Regions from separate parts of the Sus scrofa genome. Here regions 2 and 3 are each linked to region 1. Evidence: chromatin contacts called from public HiChIP or PLAC-seq data. All regions are on one chromosome and are shown on one strand. Each heading gives the region's core, a stretch centred on a gene start, on an enhancer-like site or on the middle of the called end of the contact. The rest is flanking DNA. Distances are from core to core; before and after follow the strand shown.

Evidence for each region. HiChIP or PLAC-seq counts read pairs in DNA pulled down with a chosen protein or histone mark.
Region 2: a contact with region 1 is called in an H3K27ac HiChIP or PLAC-seq map of alveolar macrophages. The contact joins two enhancer-like sites. A contact is called at or near these places in 2 of 47 Hi-C or Micro-C datasets (epiblast stem cells and retroperitoneal adipose tissue) and 1 of 2 datasets of contacts at active chromatin or transcription factors (alveolar macrophages).
Region 3: an H3K27ac HiChIP or PLAC-seq map of alveolar macrophages shows a contact between it and region 1. The contact joins two enhancer-like sites. A contact is called at or near these places in 2 of 2 datasets of contacts at active chromatin or transcription factors (alveolar macrophages and skeletal muscle).

Annotation. Positions count from the first base shown.
Region 1 is chr1:168,011,771-168,016,113 of Sscrofa11.1, forward strand. No RefSeq gene overlaps it. Among named protein-coding and RNA genes, the nearest start is that of TLE3, 160 kb to the left of the region's middle. Within about 2 kb of position 3,086, at least 11 of the 83 cell types and tissues checked have an H3K27ac peak or open chromatin away from gene starts, as enhancers often do. A contact at or near this core is called in alveolar macrophages and retroperitoneal adipose tissue, where this site is marked.
Region 2 is chr1:167,595,425-167,599,784 of Sscrofa11.1, forward strand. It overlaps LOC110261987 (a long non-coding RNA gene), which reads left to right. Exons shown (of 2, transcript XR_002346464.1): 1 at 1-3,908. Among named protein-coding and RNA genes, the nearest start is that of TLE3, 260 kb to the right of the region's middle. Within about 2 kb of position 2,392, at least 15 of the 83 cell types and tissues checked have an H3K27ac peak or open chromatin away from gene starts, as enhancers often do. A contact at or near this core is called in alveolar macrophages and retroperitoneal adipose tissue, where this site is marked.
Region 3 is chr1:167,532,463-167,536,589 of Sscrofa11.1, forward strand. It overlaps LOC100626276 (a long non-coding RNA gene), which reads left to right. Exons shown (of 3, transcript XR_131319.4): 2 at 1-2,998; 3 at 3,497-4,127. Among named protein-coding and RNA genes, the nearest start is that of RPLP1, 240 kb to the left of the region's middle. Within about 2 kb of position 1,274, at least 22 of the 83 cell types and tissues checked have an H3K27ac peak or open chromatin away from gene starts, as enhancers often do. A contact at or near this core is called in alveolar macrophages, where this site is marked.

The DNA.
Region 1 (4,343 bases), core at 1,836-4,335:
TGGGCTTTTCTCGCACACCCTCTGGTCTGCCTTGCACTGCTCGCTCTTGCATTTCCTCTCTCTAATTCCCCTCTCCCTCTCCCTCTACTTTGCTAGAGAGATGCTAATTGCACCTGCAATTACCTAATTGCCATGGCAATTAGCCAGTTGCACTCTATTTGGAAGGTGCAAATGGCAAATTGCAGGCATAAGGAGGTAATTTTAGGCACAAAACTGTGCCTAGAGATCTTGGCCTCAGCCCTGGGGGCCAAGCGGAGCCAGGATTGCTGGAGAGAGGGGGTCTGGAGTGTGAAGGCCTCTCCCAGCCCAGGGAGGGTGGGCCCAAGGCGGTGGAGTGGAGTGTGGGTAAGGTCAGAGGCTGGGGAATTGCCCTCTAAGCCATTCACACAAGCTATAGCACTGGGCGAGGCCGACCTGCCAGCTTTAATTGCTGTACTTTTCATATTATCACCAGTGCTGAATGAGGGTGAATTGCTGATAGTCAGCAAGGTCATTCAAGGTGCTGAGAGAGGGGAGACGCCTGACCCCAATCCCATTGTGGCACGGAGAGCTGACCATGAGCCTTCATTGGTCGGCCACTTTGGGGTGCAGGATGGAGCCCCCCGGGCAGGATGGAGGCTGACCTGTCTCCTGAACAGTGGCATCGTATGACTGGAAGAGTAAATGCTGCCGGATTTCATAGGTGGGACCAGAGCCTGGCCCCTCTCAACCCCCTTCCTCTGGGATTTGGTATTGCTGGGGGACGAAGCATGATCCCCCCACCCAGGGCAGTCTCTCCCATGGGCCCAGGGCCCAGGGCCCAGGGGAGCCACCTTGCTTTGAGATCAGGTGGTTGTAAATCTGGACCGCAGGTCTCTTGGGTGGAGGAGGGCTTAGGCTGTTGAGGGGCTTGTGGGAGGTGACAGGACCTCAGCTCAGCTCTGCCCCGAAGCCTGCACTGAGGTCTGTCTGGACCCTGGGTGTGGACAGGATGGGAGCTCCAGGATACAGGGGAGTCCATCTGGGGGGATGGGGCTGGGAGCACATAGAGGAGAAACATTGCTGCTGCTCTGGCAAGGTCAGGGCTCTCTTTCTACATAATTTGTGTGTGTCTGGGGTGGCCTTGGGTGCGCTGGCGGAGAGATGGGGAAGATGGGTGTGGCGCTGGCTGTAGCCCCACCACCTGGAATACCCTTGAGTGAAGAGGTTCCTGAAGGAAAACTGTCCCTACAACGTGCCAGATATGAGCCAGGAGTAGCTCGCTGGGCTCCCCTGAACGTGGGCTCCTGGCTACACAGGGAGACAGACGAAGGTAGCATTGTGAGCACGGCAAGGACAGAACAGGGCAGAGTTCGTCCACTGACTGGGAACTTAATCAAGGTGTGTTGAAGGAACAAAGGGTTGACTGGCTGAATGAGTGAGCAAGATGCTACCTCTCTGAGCCCCAGTCTTCTCATCTGTGAAACAGAAGCTGGGCTTGGAAAATCCAGCCTAAAGTGGTCCCTTGTGCAGTCCTTCTCCCCACCTTTGCTCACAGGATCACTCTGGAGGTGTCCTCCCCTCTCTGCACCGGAATCCCCCGTACCCTAAGCCATCCTCCAAGTCACCCCTGCCAGCGCGATTTGGTACTTAGCTGGGTACTGCTCTGGACCCAGAGGACTTTGAAGCCTGTGTCTTGGGTCCTTGCTTCCCTGCTGAGGGAAGGGGATGCATTGCGGACATTTTTTTTTCCCTTGCTCTATTGTGGAACTCTGCAAATAGGGGTGGATTGACTGGCTTTTAAAACCCCAAACCAGGAGTTCCCATTGTGGCACAGTGGAAACGAATCCAACTAGGAACCATGAGGTTGTGGGTTCAATCCCTGGCCCTGCTCAGTGGGTTAAGGATCAGGCATTGCCGTGAGTTGTGGTGTAGGTTGCAGATGCAGCTCGGATCCCCCATTGCTGTGGCTGTGGTGTAGACCGGCAGCTGTAGCTCCGATTAGACCCCTAGCCTGGGAACCTCCATGTGCTGCGGGTGCGGCTCTAAAAAAAGACATAAGACAAAAATAAATATAAAATAAAACAAAACCCCAAACTGCTCAAGCCTCTAAGGAATGAAGCGTGGGTATCAAAGACCCCCTCAATTCCACTCACTGGAGACAGGGATGGTTTGGGGGAGGGCTCAGAGCTGGAGTCAGAGAGGCTGGGCTGGGTTGGGCTGAAGCCAGCAGCCCCACCTTCCCACCCATTCCGGTCCCTCCACGCGCTGGCCTCCAAGGGACACCAAGTAAACACAACAGCAAGTGTCCGAGGCTGTGAGTACAAGCTAATTAATTCACCAGAGGGAAGGAAGGCTATAAATAAATGATGGGAGTGGAGGGGATGGGAGGGGGCAAGTTTATCCACCAGCCGGTTTCACAGAGTCTCTGCTCTGGCAATACAGGTTAATGAGCACAGGCCTCCTTGCCAAGATAATAGCGACTAAAAATAAAAAAAGAGAAACGAGTCACCCTCCCTGGTGAATCAGACGCCTCAGATTGTAATTTCCATGCTGATACTGTAATTTTCCTGTTCCTCTTGCTCCCCTGGGGCTGATGAAAACGGAACCCCTTCCCCCCAAAGGAGGGACAGACCCTATTCTGGTTTATTCTCCCCCACCCCCGCCCCCCGCCCAGGAAGGAGGGGTGGGTAGGCTGGGAGTGGGAAGGCAAAGGGAACCCAAGCCCAGCCCTGGGTGGCCAGCCAAGAGGCTGAAGACAAGTGGCCATCTGCTGAGCGGAGGAAAAATGAAGTTTGGACTTGTCCAATGACCCGACCCAAGTTGTACCCAGCGGCAGGGGCGGGGGGGGAAAGGGGCGGCACTGGGGGGGGCCGTGTGACAGCTATAACTCTGTCTCTCATGTCTCCAGATCCAAGTCACACTCTGGTCTACCTCCTTCCTCCCTCAGATGGGGAAACTGAGGCACAGGGACAGAAAGGGACTTGTCAAGAGCCTCCCAGGGGAACAATGGCAGGGGTCTCAGAGAGTGGGGAGCCCAACGTGGGACTCCTCAGCCAGTGCTGTCATCTGCTCACCACTTCCTATTGTGGTCATGAACTTGTCCTCCTGAATCCTTCCCAGGCCCATGTCTGCCTCACCCTGACTCTACATCCCACCTCCCCGACCTGCCTTTCCAGGGAGCTTGTGAAATACCACCCCCCTATTCCCAACTCTCTTCTGGGCCACCAGAGCAGCAGATGCAGATGGCCAGAAGGTTCTTGTCGCACACCCCAGTCGGTGGAGGTCACCCTTGCTGGGGACAGGTGCAGGAAAGCTTCTCTATACAGCGCCTTCGTGTAAACTGAAAAAAGGCGCCCCCTGTCTGCAGATACAGCCCAGGTGGGGCTTTAGGCTTGGCTAGTGGACCCAGGGTGGGTTTCAGGTCCATTTGCCCCTGTACCACACCCCCATTCTTGTCAGGGTGACTTTGAGCAGTGTACACCCCGCATAATCTTCTCCGATGGCCCCGCCTCTGTCTTCCTGGAGTTCAGCCAAGCTCCCCCAAACTCTCCAGGACAGTAGAACTTTCCTGACAGTAGAAAGCTAAATGTGGCTCTCCCTTCCTCCCTCCCCTAACCTCAGCCCCCTCCCCCTGGCAGATGCTGGGAAAGGAAAAAGACTGAAATAAACACGAATCACATCAACTCTTTCCTAGAGAAGACAATGGAGCTTGGGGACCTGGCCCCTGGGTGGCAAAGAAACCGGCCTTGGGAAGTGAACACAGAAACAGCCACAGCAAGAAGGGCAGCTTCATTCCAGACTCCAGCCAGCTGACCCGGGTCAGGACCTGCCCCTGCACATGAGGATTTGTTTTGTCCCATGGGCCCTGTGTCTTGGTAGCATTTGTGGGAGGAGAGAGGCCTTGCTCTGGACCACAGGCATGGGAGGTGGGCAGGGGGAGGGTGTGCCACCTGCCTTCTTGGGCACTGGGGATGCCCATGGGTGACTCCCTGGGCACCATGACAGGCCAGCCCAGGACAACAGGGTGCCCGTTCTACCACACTCTCATTCCATGGCATTTTGGTGGCAGATGTCAAGCACAGATTAAAAACCAGTCCATCTTGCTATTATTACCCCTAATTACTCACTCACTAGCTGAAGGCTCCCTGCAGAGGAAACTAGCTCCATCTCAGACCCTGGGCCTCATGGGCCTGTGGAGAAATTCCTTTTTCTGTACTTTTGTGCTTTCTTCAATCCCCTGCAGCAAAACTGCTTTCCTCCAGCCCACCCAAGGTTATGGGCGCACTCGTGTGTGCGCACATCCCCTCCCACCCCATCCCTTCAGCATCCTTGCTGCTTCCTGGGCCCTGGCTCTCAGGAGTGAGGCTAAGGTTGGGCCTGGC
Region 2 (4,360 bases), core at 1,142-3,641, 420 kb before region 1:
CACACCATATACAGTCTCGCAACTAACAGATGACGTTCATTCCATTAACCCTTTGAATTCTAACAACAGAGGAAAATTAATTTCCTGCTCATATATCATCCTCATCGCTAAAACGTGAGCAATCCTAACGTCCCCTCCTTACAGGGCTGTGCGAGAATCCCACCAGAAGGCCTGTGTGTTAGAAAATCTTGTAACTGCCACAAGAGCACACAAAGGGAAGCTGTGTGACCATTTGTGCCTTACTTTTGCAAAGCTACATCTGTCCTCCAACTGCTAAGTTCCAGACACACGCTGTGGCCCTTTTGTCCGTAGCCCGGCATGTGAAGGCTACAGGGCAGACGAACACCAGGGTGCACTGTGGCCAAGATCTCAGTTTATTCCTCTGCAATTTTAGGCAAGTTACTAAGTCTGAGACTCAAGCTGCCTCTGCTTTGAAATCACATGGTTCGATCTCAGAGTTGTTAAATCCCAGTGGTATAATTTAGGTAAAATGACCATTTTTCAACTACTAACATCTGTCTCTGTGCTAGACAAGACTGTAGGGCAATAGGAATAGGTGCTGAGCAGAGATGAGCCCTGCCCTCTTGGACTGAAGGCAACAGATATGCACCATGTGTAACTGGGGTACCAGTAACACAAAATTTGACTCCAAACAGCTTTGACAAGCCAGGCAATTTAACATCTTACCATCTCCCAAGATAGGCCTATCCCAGCATTGGCTAATTCATAGCTCCTGTGTATTCAAGACATTCTTTCCACCTTTCAGTTCTACAATCCTTAGCATACTGATGTTTGGCTCCAGCCCCATGCCCTCATGGTTACAAAATGGCTGCTGAGGCTCTGGGTTTAGCATCCTCACATGGCATTGGAAGAGGCCAGGAAGGCAAAGTCCCCCTCCTTGGTGTCCATTTTTGTTTTCTGGACTGAAGAAACCATCTTCAGGCATGCCAGTCAGTACCATTTAGTACTTTCAATGTTGCCCAGTATCAAGTTCCAAAACATGTACACCCTAGAAGAGAACCCTTATGTCTTTTGAGGAAACCTTTCCTAGAATCTCAAAAGATGTGCCCCTCAAGTCTCATCAACCCAAATTGAGTTACATGATTGTTCTTAAAGCAGTCACTGGCAAGGAGAGTGGCATTACACTGGGCCAATCAGAAGTCCCTACAGTTCAGCAGCCCCGGCAGCACAGGACCGTGACCAGGACCATATGATTCCCTGAACAAATAAGTTCATCCGCACAGGGTGGAGAGTACACAGATGCCCAGGGGGGTGCAGCCTTTCCCTTATTAGTGACTGTTGGACGAGTGGGCAGAACACACCCCAACCTTTCCCATTTGCCAAAATGAAAAAACAGTAGGTGCAGCCCATATAGCCCCCCTCCAAGGGAATGCCCAATTAGTTCTCAGCGCCTGGAGTAGGCAACTTTGCAATCAGAACAGCAGTTTCAGAGACAGCAGAGGAACTGGCATCTGGAGCCTGGATGCCTTCCCAGCCTCTCACAAATTCTCCAATTACACCGCTTTTCGGATCTTTTTCACTACCCCAAACCGACTGCTCTCCTAGTCTTTGAAAATGCTACTCAGAAACAGACCATATTATGTGTTGGAGACACCTGTTTGCAATCACATGGCCTTTTATGGATCTATTTGGAAGCCTGTTTTCGGGAGCTACCTAGAAAGCCAGAATGGTACAGCTAACACCTGCATGAAATGTACTCCATGCTGGAGGGTCTGCTTCCCTTTCTTCCTGGTGTCAGAGACTTGTGAGGATGGCAGCACCCTTACCTGTCTGGGGGTGCCTCAGGCACAGGGAACACCCCACATCTTGCACACACCCCCGCTCCCCACCACAGGATGAAGGGCTAACTGGCACCTTCCCTCCTTCCTGGGGTGAGGGCTCAGGGGACAAGGTGGGCCAGAGGTTCCTGTCACAGGCAGGCAGAGGTGATGCCTTGGCAAGCGGGGGTGGTGGTGACTCATCTCCTGTCTCAGAGAGCCAGCCATTCATTCATGGCGCAAACAAGGATGGAGGTCAGAGGTGGCCCAACGCTGGGCTAGGTGCCAGACACTATGCTGCTGCGTGGACCCAGCCTCCTTGGAGCATAAAGTCTATAGAATCAAATAACCTTCCAAATACAATCGCACACCATGGAGATGCCTCATGTTTGCAACACCTGACTGGCCCATTTATGCGGGGGGTGGGGGGTGTGCAGGGAAAAAACCCACCAGCAATTGTAACAGTCTTACTGTTGGACAATGTCACACCAACAGAGCCCAGATGGGGGGGCAGTGGCCATTCACCTTAACTTTGGCCTTTTTACACCCCTTTGAGGCTGCCTCGAAGCAAGTCCAAATGCTCCTCCACTAATTTTGCACATTCATCTCTTGCTAGTCTCTGGCTTGCAGTTTTTTTCACAGCTGGATGGTTGTGTAATAACGTACTTATAATAAAAGGGAAATTGTAGATCTGAGTCAGAGGTCATACTTTCTTAAAGGGCCAGATAGTAACTTTTCCACGCTGCAGGCCCAGGCTGCAGGGTCTCTTTTGCAGCTACTCAGCTCCGCAGTTGTTATCAGGAAAGCAGCCCATCTGTGAATGAACAGGCCTGTTTCCAATAAAGTTTTATTTAGGGACTGAATTTCATGGTTTTCACATGTCACAAAATACCATTCTTTAGTTTTTCCAGCCATTTTAAAACCTAAAAATGCACTCTTAGCTTGAAGGCCACACAAAAACAGATTTTTTGGCCTGTGAGCTACAGCTTGCCCTTCCCCTAGGTAGGTGGTGGGATGTAGGTATTTTATCAACGTCGAGCAATATTAAGATTTCTACAGAAAATGATGAGACATCAGTGGCTTGTTTTTTTTGTTTTGTCTTGGTGTTTTTCTTAATCTGTTTGGCTAGCCACACTGAGGTACCCTCTTGGTTAACTACTCTGTCCACTTTCTCTTTTGCACCTCCTTAAGGAATCTCACCCTGCCCTGACATTACAGGTGTCCTGTATGACATATCACAGAAGTACAGGATACAGAGAGATCTAGGATTTCTGTAAACCAAAAGGATACACCTGTGTGATGAGAGCTTCGATGTGGCTAACTCACCAGGTGCCCGTGGTTACTGACTGTCCCTTCCCAGTGACTGGAGGTACTCTCAGCTTCCTGCCCAGCTCTCCTCATTTGAAGGTCTGTTTCTGGCCATTTCCAAGTCTTCCTGTTTCCCCTCCCCCACCTTTCTCAACATCCTCCCACGGGCCCCTGAGTGGTGACAACAGCCTTCCTGGCTCTAGACAGTGGTCCCACGTTCCACCGAGATTCATTTTAGGGAAGGCCCCGGCTACCCACACAGCTTCGCCACCCCATCGCGTGGATGCTTTATTTAGCTGATGAAGCGTCCGTCTTCACTTTATTCAGGGGCAAGGAAAGAGAAAGAAAAGGGACTTGAGGTGGGAAGAATCACTTCCCAGAAAGCAGCAGGGAGGCCCCCACACCTTCCGCTAGCCTCATGAAACCTTGGAGAAGGCTGGGTTTCCCCACCTGTGCCCACCCCTCCTCCAGGGCATTCTTCGTGCCCTGGACTCTGCTGCAACAGCTGACCCTATTTTTTAGTGCAGTCAGTGAATTTTAGCCTTTAATGCTCTTCTTTCTCAGAGGCAGGAGAGAAGTGGTGCAGCTGGATGGGACATGGGAAAGGAAATGGCTTTGGCAGGCCCGGTCCAAATCCTAGGAGGCAGCCCTGGCTGAAATCGGGGAAAGGGAACCCTGCTCCTGGGGGTTTGTTCTCAGTGTTAGACAATCTTTTTTAAAGGGTAGAACAGGAGGAATTGAGGCACGATTAAGGCAGACCTGGATTCAGCTCCCTGCTCTGCCCTGAAGCTGTGAGACTAACCATTTAAGACTTTAACAGGGGTAAGTCATTTGACAATTTTAAGCTTCAATTTCTTCATCTGTGGAAATGGAGACCAGAAGATTGAACTTAGAGGGGCTTCTGTGAGGGTTTGAGAAGGCATGGCTAAGGACACTGCATATTGTGATGTTAATTTGGGCCTGTCCTCACATGGTTTTTCCAGTCTGACCCAGGTACTCCTTTAGGGACAATAAAAAGGGGTTGCCTTTAGGGATTCTCAAAAGGATTGTCCCGCATAGGGATGGGGTTACAGTGGGTGGGCTGCCAGGTCCCAGAAGTTAGACCCAAAAGGTACAGCCCTGAGCAGCACAAGGAGGCTGGACCCTGGGCAAAGGGCCTCCTGCCCAGCAAAGACCCATGCCCTTCACATAGCTTAGATGCAGAAAGCGCGTGGGAGCCCGAGACTGTAGGTGCTCGCCCTACACAGAATGTGGGGGTGCTCACCATGGGACCT
Region 3 (4,127 bases), core at 24-2,523, 480 kb before region 1:
CTCTCCAACAGGGCAATGGAGGTTTGGGGAGCCCTCTGTGCCCCCATAGGAATTGAAGAAGATTCTGTTTCTTCCATCCATGGTCTCAGCTTGAACTCCCCACTGCCATTGCCTCATCTTTTAAACATGACAATTACAGCACCAATGTCAAGAGGTCATTGTGAGGATGAAATGATTGAATGTTTGCAAAGCACTTAGCAGGGCATCTGGCACGTGGTCAAGTAATGTTGGTATTTGTTAAGTGGAACCCATTATGTAATGATGTGAAGGTAAACTTGTAGTAGGTTGGAAAAACATCAGCTTAAACTTCAGCCACTGCTGAGGGGACTTCTCCAGCTCCCCATTGTCCCGTATACCTAGATACTCCCAAATGTGTTATTCTAGAGGCATCTCAATTTGTGATGCCCGTGTGGTTGGACCACATCATTTGTTGCAGAATGTGCTTTGGCGAGTCCTCTCCTCATCCTGCCAGGCTTGTTCTGCTGTCCTTTCCAGAGTCACCTTGACACCAACCCTCCTGTCCCACCCATCCTCCACTCTAGCCACCTCCTCCAGTCAGCCCCTCAGGGCTTCATCTGGACCCTCACTGGCCGAGCCGTCCTTCTAGCCTGTTTCTGCGCACTCCTTCAGTCTCAGCTGGGCCATCATTTCTGCAAAGAAGCCTTCCCAGGCCCCAAAGGTGACCCATGACACATTCTCATGACCACAGAGTATGCTTAATTCTTGCACTCAGCATGACCGTTGCAATTCGCTGTGTCTGTCGATCATTCATTTAACACACACTTGTTGCACGCCTGGCATATACCAGGCACTGTTCCTGGTCTTGACTGTACAGCGATGAGGCAAATAGAAACTCCTGCCACTGGCAGGGTGAGTGTATTATCCAGCAATTATTGGATGTCTTTGCCTTCCTAACCATTAGCTCCATTGTTAACGCGTACCTGCTGGAAAACAGGCTTTAATAAATATTTGCTGAGAGATAAGCCGCGGGGACATTGTCGCCTCTGCCAAGAGAGTGAAGATGGGGTTGGGGCACTATCACCCCCTTATGAAGCGGGTAAAGATCTCCGAGAGGCTGGCGCTGGCAGGAAGGAAGCGGAGGTGCTGACAAGCAGTTTCGAACAGTTTAGCAGGAGGTTAAAAGAAGAAAAGAGAAGCCCCACCCAGGTGGAAGGTCACTGTGGTTTCCTCGGCCATGTTCCCCTGCCCCCACATCCCCTCTCCAGCCCTGTTCTTCTGGCCATGCTTGTGACCCGCCAGGCCGGCCTTCCACATGAGCTGGGGCTCAAGGGCTTGCTGGGGTGGGTGGGGGTGGGGGGACGTTCGCCAGTGGGTAACCCCATGACTAATCCAGAGAAACTGTTCTGGCCCAGCGGTTCACCCCAGGCTTGTTTGTGTCTAATTTCCTGGGGCAAATGGGCCTCTTATTTTCACTTTGAGGTTTAGGGTTTCCCCTTGAGCTGGTGGGGAGACAGGCCAGGATGTTTTGCATGAGTGTGGAAAGTCTTGGAGTTGGAAGTTAGGGAGGAGGTGGATGCCAAGGGCTGGAGTGCTCAGCTGAGCCAGCCTCCCGCTGAGGGGCTTGGTGTAACCCTTATTTCTTCCAAGAGCACTTCGCAGGAGAATCTAGCAGGAACACCACAGGAGACAGAATGAGTTAGTTGTTCCCCCCCTCCCCCCAGGGGAAAAGTGGGGAGAAGACTAAGAATTCAGAAGCACAAAACCCTCTGTAGGTGAGAAGCAATAAAGAGGACCATCTTTGCACGAGTGCTGAGAGGGACACTGAGCTCAGCAAAGAGTATGCCTCTCACATGCGTTTTAGAAGGGAGCTGGAGGAACCTGGGCTCTCAAAGCACATCTCCCTGGGTTTGGGCCCTGCTCTCTTGCGTCTGTCCCATAAACAGTGTTTTTTGTTTTTCTTTTTTTCTGTTTTTTTCCAAGGGTCCACTCTGTGTTGGGCTCCAATGGTACAGACGCAAAGAGCTAAGCGCTGTGCTTTGTCTTTGAAAAAGTCTCTTAACATCCCTGATCCTCACGTTGCCGCCACGAAAATGTTCTTTGAGGCTCCTGAGGCTTACACAGGACAGTGGGCTGCATGTGAAAAAGGGCTGTGGCATATGTGATCAAAGAGCAGAACCCTCTTAAACATTCTCCCATTAACCACCCTGCCAGATTGCTTGAGGCTTTCCATGCCCCTCGGCACGCATTGTGCCCAGGACACACCAAACCCCTGAAGCTCGCGGGTATTCTTCAGTTTTCCCTGGGCACATCTGTTCCCATCCGTCGAGCTGTGTGTGCTTATCAAGCGTTACTTGTGTTTGCTCTCAACCTGTTCCTCTTACTCTAATTGAAGAGTGCAACTGTTATTCCACAAGGCAATGGAATATGAGGGCAAAAAAAAAAAAAAAAAAAAAATCGAGTTGCTTCTTCCTCAGCTAAGTTGAGTGCATGGGAAAGAATCAGATAGTTCACCAACTTTCTGGAGAATTTGTTGTAAGTAATATAACTGCAAAGGGTTGGGGGGGGAGAAAACCCCCATAAAATTGAATCTCTGGCTTTCCATTTTCTGTTCTCACTCGACTTGAAAGAAAACAGAGACTGAGTTGTCAACAGAACTTTGTGGGTATGGTTTTTTGGGGGGAATGATAACAAAGGGTTCCAATCAGTTAACCTAAAGGATTCCCTACTTTCTATGACTATTTGGGCCAAATGACACTCACAAAGCCAGCTCTCATCAGATTCAAGAGAGCAGGTCCGTGCCTTGAATATCTCTCAGTGAGCTGGAAAGGGAGGGTGTCAGGGCTCACTCAAGGCATGTGGTTAGGGTGAGCCCCTCAGATCTGGGAGGGGCTTCGTGGTCACAGGCCCAGAGTTCTTCCTGTAGTGGGTGTAGCCACCACAGCCCCACTGCCAAACAGCTGACTGGGCTCCCTGTGGATGCCGCTGGGTACTCACCGCCACTGAGGCCAGCACCTGGCTCTTTTTGAATTGTATTCTGGTAAGCATGGAGATTCCATTTTATCTCCCCTGTCTGTACTCCTCGAAGAGCTCTCTTTTGCCTAAAGGTGGAAAAGCTCCATTGCTCACCTTTAGTTAAGAGGAAAGTAGGTCCAGAAAGAAGCTGACACCATAGTCTGAATTAGCTCTGTATAATCTCAGGCAGCAATGTTCCTAGCAGCAGCAGGGTCTCCTTATCCCTTCAGATGAATTTTTCCTCCTTCCTAGGGCCTTCCTACTTCTCCAGCCCCTTTCTTCCAAAAGATCGAATCTTGGCCCCATTTCTGCAGGTTTCTCGCAAGCTTATCTCTGACCCCTGCTTCAAGTTTATAGGGAAAAAGACGACTGTGGATCAAGACAGTCTAATCCTAGCACTGTCTACCCTGAGACCTTTGACTATACACTTTAACTTTTCTGAGAGCTGTGCTTTTCTCATTTGTATGAAGTAAAATAGCTTATTGCAATGGTTCATTCCTTTAACAGCTTTTTTTTCCCCTAGTACCTGCAATATGCCAAGCACTGTGCTGCTAGGTGCTGTGATACAGGAGTGGGAAAACCAGAGACCTTCTGGAACAGCCACAGGAATGAAACTTCGCTGGGTGATTGATGGGCTCAGGCAGGGGTTGGCAAACTTTTTCTGTAAAAGGCCAGATAGTAAATATTTTAGGCTTTACTCTGCCATTTTAGCACCAAAGCAAAGCAGCCACAAACAACACATAAACAAATGGGGGTGGCTATGTTCCAGTGAAACTTCACAGAAACAGGCAGCAGGCCAAATTTGACCTGCAGGCAGTAGTTTGCCTACTTCTGAACTAATGTGTTAATACTTTTGGACGGGCGGCCGGTTCTGGATCACTCCAAGAAGGTGCCTTCCAAATTGTCTCCTTGAGGATTCATCCTTGAACGCTGGGAGTGTGTCTGGAGGGTCTCCAAATGCCTTTCTCACCCTCTGCAAAGTTTCATTCCTTTTGCTTATGTGGAGCTGGATGTGTCAGATCCCAAGCTGGCTTAATTAGCTTTTCCAACCTGCTTCCCTAATGATGAAGGGTGAATTCCATAGTATTCAGTGGTCCCTTTTTAACAGATTCAACAAACACGCCAAAGAGGCGACCTGTTCGGCACAGCTGGAC